Regions from separate parts of the Mus musculus genome. Here all the other regions are linked to region 1. A link is a contact called in public Hi-C data. All regions are on one chromosome and are shown on one strand. Each heading gives the region's core, a stretch centred on a gene start, on an enhancer-like site or on the middle of the called end of the contact. The rest is flanking DNA. Distances are from core to core; before and after follow the strand shown. Region 1 overlaps Macrod2 (mono-ADP ribosylhydrolase 2). Region 2 overlaps Macrod2 (mono-ADP ribosylhydrolase 2). Region 3 overlaps Kif16b (kinesin family member 16B).

Region 1 (3,193 bases), core at 145-2,644:
GTTCCCATCAAAGCATAGATACAACACTGATTTGACATGTGCCTTACCACACAGCTATTTGTTAAAGCAGCGGGGCTATAGTAACACTTGCCTTAGTCATCCCAGTGAATAAAGACATCAGAAAAGTTGCTGTTTCCTGAAATATTTAGAAATGTATGCTTAGAAAAGATGGCAATGAACTCCAACAACCCTGTAGCATGCATGATACCTTTCATTAGGAATTTCCTTTCTGACATGCATCTACAATGTGATATTTTAGAATCTCTCTGCTTAGATATAGTTAAAGGACATTAGGGGATCTGGAAAGCTTATATGCTGCTAATCATAGCTGCTGGCTAGAAATGTGGTGGGAAATAGTCCTTTTTTCATAGTCATTAACTCTGCGTTCACACATGGGTTTCATTTCCATATCACATGCTTCTATGAAGGCTCCTGACTCCAAAAGGGGTCAGGATCTCAGCTGTGGGCTCTCAACATCTCTTGCAATCGCATCAAGACAGGCAAAGCTAGAAATAAACCAACCAACCAACCAACCAAACAAACAAACAAACAAACACCACCCCAAAACAGAAGAAAGAAAAACCAAACCAACCAAACAAAAACCCCTGTGCATTATGAGGCTGGGGTTGGGCCATTAGGCATTAGTCATACAGAAATGTAAAAATGTCACTATAGACACTTTGTAGGTTGACTGTCTATACTTCAGAATACAATTTCTATGTTTATAATTTCATTAGGACCATCTTGTCTCCAATGGTAAGAGAGAAATAGATTCTGGAAATAAAGGAAGCTTGACTTGATGCTGAGTCACCCCAGCAGCACAGAACACTGAGCCAGGAAAAATATATGTGCCACTGTTGGGACCAGCTAAAGAGTTGCCTCTTATTCCACACAGTATTCAAACAGTGATGCAGCAGTGTGGTGAAAACAGTGGAGGGCTCTGTTCTGATTTTAATTCCCCAGGCTCATGTGGCTATAGAGAAAGAGCAAAGGCTTACAACATAGTGCGGCTTATCTAATGAAGCTTTCCTGATAAATAACTCAGCATAAAATAACCGTAGGCACAGTGTTTTCTAAAGTTCCACCCAAGCCTCTCTATTCCTTACATTTCACCTCTCTTCATTTTAGAGAAAGGTTTTATTTTCACAAACAATAAAGATGACACCCTACTAAGGACAGATAAAGTACTCAAATGATGTTGCCTGACAAGGAAAGGTCACCAGTGAATTTAGTCTTCAGGCACCAAGTAAAATCGAGGATGTCTGAACACAGTCCAATCAAAGAGCCCAAATGGGAGGCTCAGCTCTGAAGTGGGAGGAAGTGATAACCTCACAGACTGTCAGCAAAATTCCAAAGCTGAGCAAATCCACCGATTCTGGAGGAAAGCCCGCTCTCTTTATCTTTCTGGTTCACTTTGCACATGCTGTTGGGAAGTGTTGAAGTCGACTGCATAATTCATGCTCACTGCAGTCTAAAGCATAATGAGAGTTCGTCCAATTTGCCAACACTTTGAAGAAGAAGGGTGTTCAGACAATAGCAACCACGGTGCTATAAATGGACCCTGATGAGGGCAGGAAGTCAGCCTTCTCTTAAGTCACTCCCTGGCTCAGTAAAGAAGTCTGACCTCTGCTGTTCTCGACAGTGCTGAAAGCATTAGCATCTTCAACACTGTATCCTCTTCTAGATTCCTAAAATATCCCCTGCTTTTCGGCATGCAATTTAAGCAAGAAATACTTGCAGCCTTTTAGATCAGGCCATCTGGGAGTTAGGTGGCTTTGATCGTCTGGTTTAGTCCTTGCCCTTTGCCCAATCCATTGCCCCTCTCTTTAAGACGTAAACCAGACTCATTTGGGAGCAAAATTATGTGTCCAAGATTGGAAAACAGAAAAAAGATGTGTCCAGAAAAAAAATGCCAGATTTGACTAATTTTTAGGTCATGCTTTAATGATCAGGCGAACAGATTCAGGCATGAATGTCACATCTGTTCCTTGAAGATGAATGATCAATTCAGTCATATTCAGTGTAGAAGAATTGTTTGAACCTTATGAAGAAATGTTTCATTTCTTCCCTAATTTTTTCAGATGGAAGATTGGCCTGAAGGGGAGGATGGTTACATAACTAATACTAGTTACTTCAGCCATTAACATGTGGAACTAGAGGCAAACTTGGATTTCCTATGCCTCTGCCCTAACATTCTGCAGGCTGTCCACCCACCAGGAACAGGAAAACAGGAACAAAATGGAATAAAAGTCTTTTTTTCTTAAATTTTATTTTTATAAATGTATATGTATGTATGCATGTACTTTGGTGTGGACACATGTATGTGTGTATACATGTGTGTGCATATGCCCATGTGCACACATGTGCATATGTATGTGTGCAGGCCACAAAAGGATGTTAGATCCCCTAGAGGTGGAGTTACAGGCAGTTGTGAGCAACCTATCTATGGATACTGGTATACTGGAAACCAAATTTGGGTCCTCTGAAAGAACAGTAAATGTTCTTGACTGCTAATCCACCTATACATTAACCCCTCAATGGACTTCTTTATAATAGCAAAAATATCTACATGCTGATTTAATTTATTTTGTGACCAATATCTTAGTGTTTAAGGCAGAAAGTAACTTGCATTATAGTCATGATGTCTTGGTTGTAATTCATTAAATAAAATCTTAACGTGTGAAGTGGAAAAATTATGGTGAACCTACAAAGAATAAGCCAGGAATAAAACGAAGCAAGCTAAGACTTTGGGATTAATGCATCCATTTCCCGGGAAGACAACTGGAAAATGGAAGTTTGAGGCAAGCATTAAGTATGGACATTGTGCCCATACTTACACCTTTGAAGGCATAAGTTCTGAGAACTGGGTTTGCAAGACTGCAAGTTTAAAAAAACAAACAAACAAGAAACAAAACAAAAAGGAACTTCATCAAACTAGTTGTCAGCCTCAGCCTTAATAACCCTGTGAGACCAAAAGAATTAAGCACACATGGTAGGTGTTGCTTACTACAATGCTTACCAACAATGGAATAAGGACCAGTAATGTAACTCTGTACCATACAACCAGTCATTTCTTTGCTAAAGATTAAAGGGGAAAATTGAGCTCTTTATCTCTAGTTCCTGCAAGAACTGGCAGAAGCTCTCATTTTATAGAGTAGAGAGACTTCGTAGAATATAGGAGGGCATGGAACAA
Region 2 (3,475 bases), core at 882-3,381, 650 kb after region 1:
TTTGTTAAAATTAGCAATGACTAAAAGACAGAGATCAGCCCTTCAGTTGTCAGTCACTATCATTCCTTACCCTTGATCAGTCTTTCCAGATTTTATTTTTTCCCCTTTGGACTTTCAAGATCCAACCCTATCCTGCCACTTCTCTGGCACATGTTGGCCCTCCTGCTTCGTTTTTTTGTTTGTTTACTGCGCTGGCTTTTTGTTCCAGTCTGTGTTTTGAGGGGTCCCTTTTCTCTGCTCATACTGTTTTGATCTCCCTTAGGTGACCTGGTCTTGCTGTCCCACAAGAAAAGTGGAGGGAGTTCCCTGGACAAAATTAAAACCCTTTGTTGCCTGCTCTGTCATACAGAACTCTGCATTGCTTCATAAGACATGCCCACCAAGGAGCCACTGACAAGGAACCACAAACAACAGGGCTCCTTCCCAAATTCACACAATGGAGCAATCAGCTGCCTACAGACAGCAGTGGTTCAAAGAGTTAACAGTGTTGAAGACTTATAACAAAATTCTGCCATAAGGAAACATTTTGTGCTTAAATACATGGAAGAATACAGACCCCCATGTCATACAAAAGCTAACCTCAGGCTCCATAAGGAGGGGTTCTGGAGAGAATCAAAGATACACAATGGAGGGTGGGGTCAAGATCTCACTAAAAAACAAAACCAGCTGGGCTATGATGGAAGAAATAAACACACTGGGTAACACATGAAAGGATTATGGCCCTCTTACATCAGAGTCCTCCATCACAGAAATGTATGCAGCCATCATCCCTTTCCTTTCCTTAGAGCACTGCCACCACTTACTTTTGAGAACCTTGGATGTGATATGAAATAATCGAATTTGGGAGACTCACCAAGATACCCTCACCTTCCCCCAATATATATTTTCTTCCTTAGAAACAAAAATCCCTAAATCTTAGATAGGATTCCAGTAGTTTGTGAAAAGGATGCTGTTCCATTCAGTATGGTCATGTTCCTGCCTTCAGAATGGAAAAAGAGATGTTGATGAATACAGAGGGTTTGACCATCTAATTGTCCTCTTCTATACCCTGATGTTTTATTACACACAGGCTCAAAGAATCAAAGCAAACAACACATGTCCCCCACCTCCTCAATTGACAACCAGCATTTTAGTATTTTTGTTTTATGCAAGTATATCATCTGCCCGTTTGCCTATTCATTTGCCTACTTTTAATCAGTTTCAAAGTTGCATGCCTGAGAACAGTTCAGCCCTGAGATGTTTCCAGGGACCACAAGATGAAGAGATCTTCTCTGATTCACAAATGAGTAATAAGAGGGGGCAGAATTCAGAGCAACTTAGGTTATACAGATAATCACATCTTCCCAACTCACCTTCACAAACTGAATTTCTTGTCTTTTTGGACTCATTCCTACTCACCCGCAGGGCCCAAAAGAGTTTGAACTTTAGGGTCCAACAAAACCTTCAACTTGATCAGCATCTAGCATCCTTTGGCTGTGGTCATTGGAATATTCTGACTGCTAGGTTGAGCTCCCGGGTAGCAAGAGATCTGGAATTCTGCTCTTTGGGAAGAAAAGCTATACACTTCATGAGACTACTTTCAATTGCTTTTCTTCACTTTTTTCATGCACTTCAGGATAAGGATTAGCATCAGAGAAAACACTGCATCTTACATTTTTATACTCAGAACTTCTCCATGGAAATAAACAATTCTGCTAAAAAGCATATCCTGTTCCTCCTGATGAATTTGAAAGAACTTACGAATTCTTAAATACCACCCCCTCCCTCCTCAAATAAGTGCGTATACATAAAACTTATGTACCATCTGTCTGCAGGCTGTCACACACCCCAGGGGCTTTGCCCAACCTCCCTCTGATGGACAGCGATTCTGAGACTGCTCCTTCGCATTTCATCAAGAGTGATGACTCTCAGCCACCTTAATGTCACGGCTTGGAGGCTCCTGAAGCAATTGGTTTCGTAGTTTATTTTGTGAACTGTGCTGTGGACACAAGACTTTGAAAAGTAAAGCTCGAGTTCCAATCTAAAGATCTGAAAAGAACATTTTCAATCTGTTGGTGCAGACTGTTCTCCATCAGCCCAGCTGCCAGCAGTTACGCGTGGCACTGGGCAGCCTCACACAGTCGGGCACAGCCGCTCCTCTGGATGCTGAGGCAAGCCGAGCGCAGAGATTACCACATTATCATCTCCCGACTGAAGCCAGAGTTCCATTTAACAAGCTGACAAGAGCGCCAGGACCACAAAATAACAAGCAGAAACACGGTGTGGTATTTGTCAAAGATAAAGGGCTGAGGTGCAGCTTAAGGCTTCTCAGAGGCTCGGGAAGACATTCAAATCATCTGCCCCAAATGTTTTCAGTGCCTTGAACTTTCTCCCACATTGCTCTTATTTGGGGGTCCCCATTTTGGTACTGGATGCTTCCTTCAACTGGCGGCACTCCTTTGAAGAAACTAGAAATGTCCTCAGAGTCTGTTGATTTTCCTAACATGTTTTAAGTTTCTGCACATGCACTTTGCTTAAAAGGCCATGCCTACTTTCAGGTCTACATTATTGTTAAGCTTTTCTGGAGCTAATTTTACAAATTTCTTATGAACACATATATTTATATGCTGGAGGTCCACGTAATAGTATACAGCCTCTCTCTCTCTCTCTTTTTTTTCTTCTTGACTTTAAAGAAAGCACAGAGAGAGCTTTGTTTTTAAAATGTCATATGGGGTGGTTAGAAGTAGGGGAAAATATAGTGTTTAAGTCATAATCTAGCATGTCTATCTATCATATTGCTTTTATTGCATGAAATGATTTTTTAAAAGAATTTTAGAATTCTTTTTTTTTTCTTCTGAGTGTTCAAACCTAACAAATACAACAAAGAATATGGTATATATCAGAACTAATTTTTGAATACATCCATAAGTTTATTCAACAAAAATTAAAGAGAAACTATACACTTTAAATTCAAATATTATCTGGATTTAGGCAAATGCAAACCCTCTTATTTTTCTTTTTAGGTAAATTGCTATGAAATAATACTGCAAATCATCTATATGAAATCTCTCAAAACTGCAATGTGAGGATGGGTCTGCGGTTGCTTTTTCATGGTCTGGGGATCACAGTGCATGCGGCAGGGTGTGCAAAGGCTCATTGCGGGTACACACTTTATTTCCCATATCCTCAGCTCTTTCATACAGATTTTTATCCACCCCTCTCACAGTGAGATCATTTTCTTTGGCCACCACAGTGTGTAATTCTATCCAGTGGTTTGCATTTTGAAAACATTAGTCTAAATAAGCTTAAATGCATGTTAGCACCACACACTAGAGATTCTGGGGGAAACTCTCTGACACAGACTATGTGGGCGGTGTGCCCTACGATGGCTTAATAGAATCTTCAAGTCTAGGTCAGGAGTGAAATACTCCAACCGAGATCAGTAATAACAACAAATCCCCCACATGTTTCCACTGAGTGGGGAGCTGGAAGCACA
Region 3 (3,052 bases), core at 449-2,948, 940 kb before region 1:
GATTGGTATCTTCTAATGAATATATACACATCTGTTTGAAAGGAATATTTTATAAGTAGATGCTGGGTTATAGAGTAGATGCGTGTTCAGCTTTAGCAGACACTGGACATAACCGCCAGGATATTCATACCATCTCCAGTGTTACCTGCCAGGAGGTCCAGTAGCTCCAGCAATGTTAACTCAGCTTTAGTGTCAGTCTATCTAGTGACCGTGGGGCTGTATCATATTATGATTCTGTGTTGAATTTCTTCATGGCATGTAAAAACCTCTCCATTCCAGTTTTAATTATCATGTTTCTTAAATGATTCCCTCAGACCTTATCAAGTGAGCTGTCCTAATATTTAATCTCCCCAGTCACTGATCACTGAAGGGTCCTGTGCCTTTCTCATGTTTGCTTTACCCTGTAAACTATTCTATTGTCCCAGAGAACGCCACTCATCCAGCCACCAGCTCATTTCACATGGTCACATGGCCTTTAAGGACTGCCTGGGCATACTGGGCAGTGTTCCAGATGTGGGTCTTTGGGTCTTCCCTTTGCTTCATTCCATTCTCTCGCCCTGTTGAGTTAGACTGCTCAATTTTTTGGCCTATCCCTTTCCCTACTTTTGTTTTGTAAGCCATTGCCTCCAAGCCATGGCTGTTACTTTTAGCCAGGCAGAGGTTATTTTTGTTAAATGGGAGAGTAATGACCATGACTGTAGTAGGAAACTCCAGGTCTGTTTTAATTACTTAGAATTCTTCCTCATTTTAGACATGCATCTCCTACAATCCAGGCAAAGGTCTCGCCTACTCTGTCAACCACAGCTCACTTATCCAGAATGTTCTTTAATATCCTTATCCATCAATTGCATCCTCTTGATGAAATGATTTACACTACTTTATCATCATTATTTATTATTGTTACTTAGATAGTGCATCCTTATTCATACGGCGCAGGATCAGAGGTACACTCAATGTGCTTCAGCACCAGGTCAGGAGCCTTATACACTTTCAAAGAAAGCTTTTCACGCTCTAACCTGATTTCAGTTCAGACCTGCTTGTTAGGGAGTGTTGGTCTTCCTCCTGTCTTCTTCAGGCTGTGATAATGCTGTCTGTGGTTTGAATAACTCCAAAGTTGAGGTGCTGAAGGTAGTCACAGAGATCTTGTTTATAAAAACAAAGAGAACATGGCCAACTCACATGTTTCAGAGCATAATTTTAACATGTAGACTAGACAAGATATACTGAAACTAGTAGCTATTATATAATGAGTTTCACTTGCATTTAAATTATTCTTCAGAGTTTTTGAAAGTTGATTTAGAACAAATGACTTGTATTTTTTATTATATTAAGCCAGAGTAATTTTTTTTTGTTAGATTTAACAAGAATTCTCTGAATGTCTTCAGAATCACAAAGTAACAGTCTGCTGTTAGTAAGTAAAATACATTTTTTTAAAGTAAACAATATCAGAGCAAAAGCAGCAACAACCAAATGTGTCTTTTCTCGGGAAGCTAATCTTATCATATTTTGCATATTGTATAGGGAGGCTTGTCGAGTTAACAAGTGGCAGTCCCAACTATGGGCAAAGCCATTGTGTTTTAAGAGCAACCCACATTCTTGTTTTACAGTATTCATTATCTTGAGAATAGTTGGAGTAGATGTGCTGTTGGGAGTGGTTTGGTTTTTACCACTAGATGGCACTGCAGTTAGGGAAAACAAATCCCATAGCTCTTAACTAGGATCTTTGGCAGTGAAGCTGTCTGCAAGGACAGGATGTACTGCTAAAGGGGATTGAAGAGGCCACCAGTGATTTCTAGATAGAGTCTGTGGAGACAGATTGTGGAGATTCTAGCATTAGGGGTTATTTAGCTGGTGCCTTCTTGAAGCCACATTGACACCTGATACAGAGATGGGAACGCATCTTCATATTCTGGAGTTTCCATTCACATCCTTCTGAAATACTTTGTCTGAAGTTGCTTTACATTTAAGTGGTGGCTCTTAATGTGTGTCATAGGTGGTCATTCTGATTGGCTCTTTTTAGAAAGCTGGCCTGCTTCCTTCCCTCCTTTTCATCCTTCCCTCCTTTGCTCCCTCCCTCCCTCATGCCCTTCCCTTTTTATTTATGTGCTTCTCTTCATAAGAATCATTTTTGCAATGACTGTTTACACCATTCTTTCTTCATCTTTGGCTCTAAGGAGTTCTTAAGAGAATTAAAACTTCCCTTGCCTTGTGTCCTTGTTCTGTAACCTTCCTTGTTTGTTTAAGGCTGTCCGAATTAGTGAATGTGCTCAAAGAGAGAGAGAGAGCTCTCTTTTTGGCTTCATATATTGAGAGCCAAGAGTCTTCTAGAAGAATGCTCAGGTTAAGATTTTTTCCCTAACTCTCTCGTCATTTACATGGCAGCAGGCAGAAGGCACTGCCAGCAGGCACAGGTACACTGCAAGGTGGCAGAAAATAATGCTGAAGGTCACCTCGCTCAGCTAGATGGTGGCTGTGTGACATGGGTGACTTACGTAGACTCTATGTCGTTCAGTTTCAAGATCTGTGAAATGGGGCCCATAGCATCTCATTAGGTTGCTGTGAGAATGGAGGGATAGTGGTAAAGCCGCTTTGTCGGTTGGAGCCCTGAGCAGGGTAGAAAAGGGTTTCTCAGGGCTTGAGCTCAAAGCATCTGTTCTCCTAGGAGCTGAGGCTGCTGGGGAAACTGAGGGAGTGTAGTTTAGCAGTTGGGGTACAGAAGAGCCCAGCTATAGAAAGGGTGTGAACAGCAGACCTTAATTTCCTAGTTAATACTTCCTTTTCTTCATTACTGCTTGAAAGAAAATAGTGAGCTAATTTAAATTCTGCTCATATATTCTGAAGACGCTTTTCTCGTTTAGTTTCATTATCTGAACCATCAGTATTTCTTTTGAAGTGTCTAAGTAGTGCATTGAAATTTCTTACTCATTTCTCTCATTTCACATTGAATTAATGACAGAGTATTCGAAGTAGATGAAGTCTTAGGGCTGATCTTATCCAACCTTGTCATGAGACACTGGGAGTGTAGAGCCTGCACACAGGGTTTCTGCTGCAA

What was found. A called contact is a pair of places that touch in the nucleus more often than the background predicts.
Region 2: a Hi-C map of cortical neurons shows a contact between it and region 1, with 2.5 times the contacts expected there. The contact joins two enhancer-like sites. A contact is called at or near these places in 1 of 39 promoter capture datasets (second pharyngeal arch cranial neural crest) and 2 of 484 Hi-C or Micro-C datasets (cortical neurons and cranial neural crest).
Region 3: a Hi-C map of cortical neurons shows a contact between it and region 1, with 2.8 times the contacts expected there. The contact joins two enhancer-like sites.

The regions. Positions count from the first base shown.
Region 1 is chr2:141,874,857-141,878,049 of GRCm38.p6, reverse strand. All of the region lies in intron 8 of Macrod2 (mono-ADP ribosylhydrolase 2), which reads right to left. Among named protein-coding and RNA genes, the nearest start is that of Gm25583, 240 kb to the right of the region's middle. Within about 2 kb of position 1,394, at least 24 of the 459 cell types and tissues checked have an H3K27ac peak or open chromatin away from gene starts, as enhancers often do. A contact at or near this core is called in cortical neurons, where this site is marked.
Region 2 is chr2:141,229,842-141,233,316 of GRCm38.p6, reverse strand. All of the region lies in intron 5 of Macrod2 (mono-ADP ribosylhydrolase 2), which reads right to left. Among named protein-coding and RNA genes, the nearest start is that of Gm25583, 410 kb to the left of the region's middle. Within about 2 kb of position 2,131, at least 30 of the 459 cell types and tissues checked have an H3K27ac peak or open chromatin away from gene starts, as enhancers often do. A contact at or near this core is called in cortical neurons, where this site is marked.
Region 3 is chr2:142,811,862-142,814,913 of GRCm38.p6, reverse strand. All of the region lies in intron 12 of Kif16b (kinesin family member 16B), which reads left to right. Among named protein-coding and RNA genes, the nearest start is that of Kif16b, 88 kb to the left of the region's middle. Within about 2 kb of position 1,698, at least 12 of the 459 cell types and tissues checked have an H3K27ac peak or open chromatin away from gene starts, as enhancers often do. A contact at or near this core is called in cortical neurons, where this site is marked.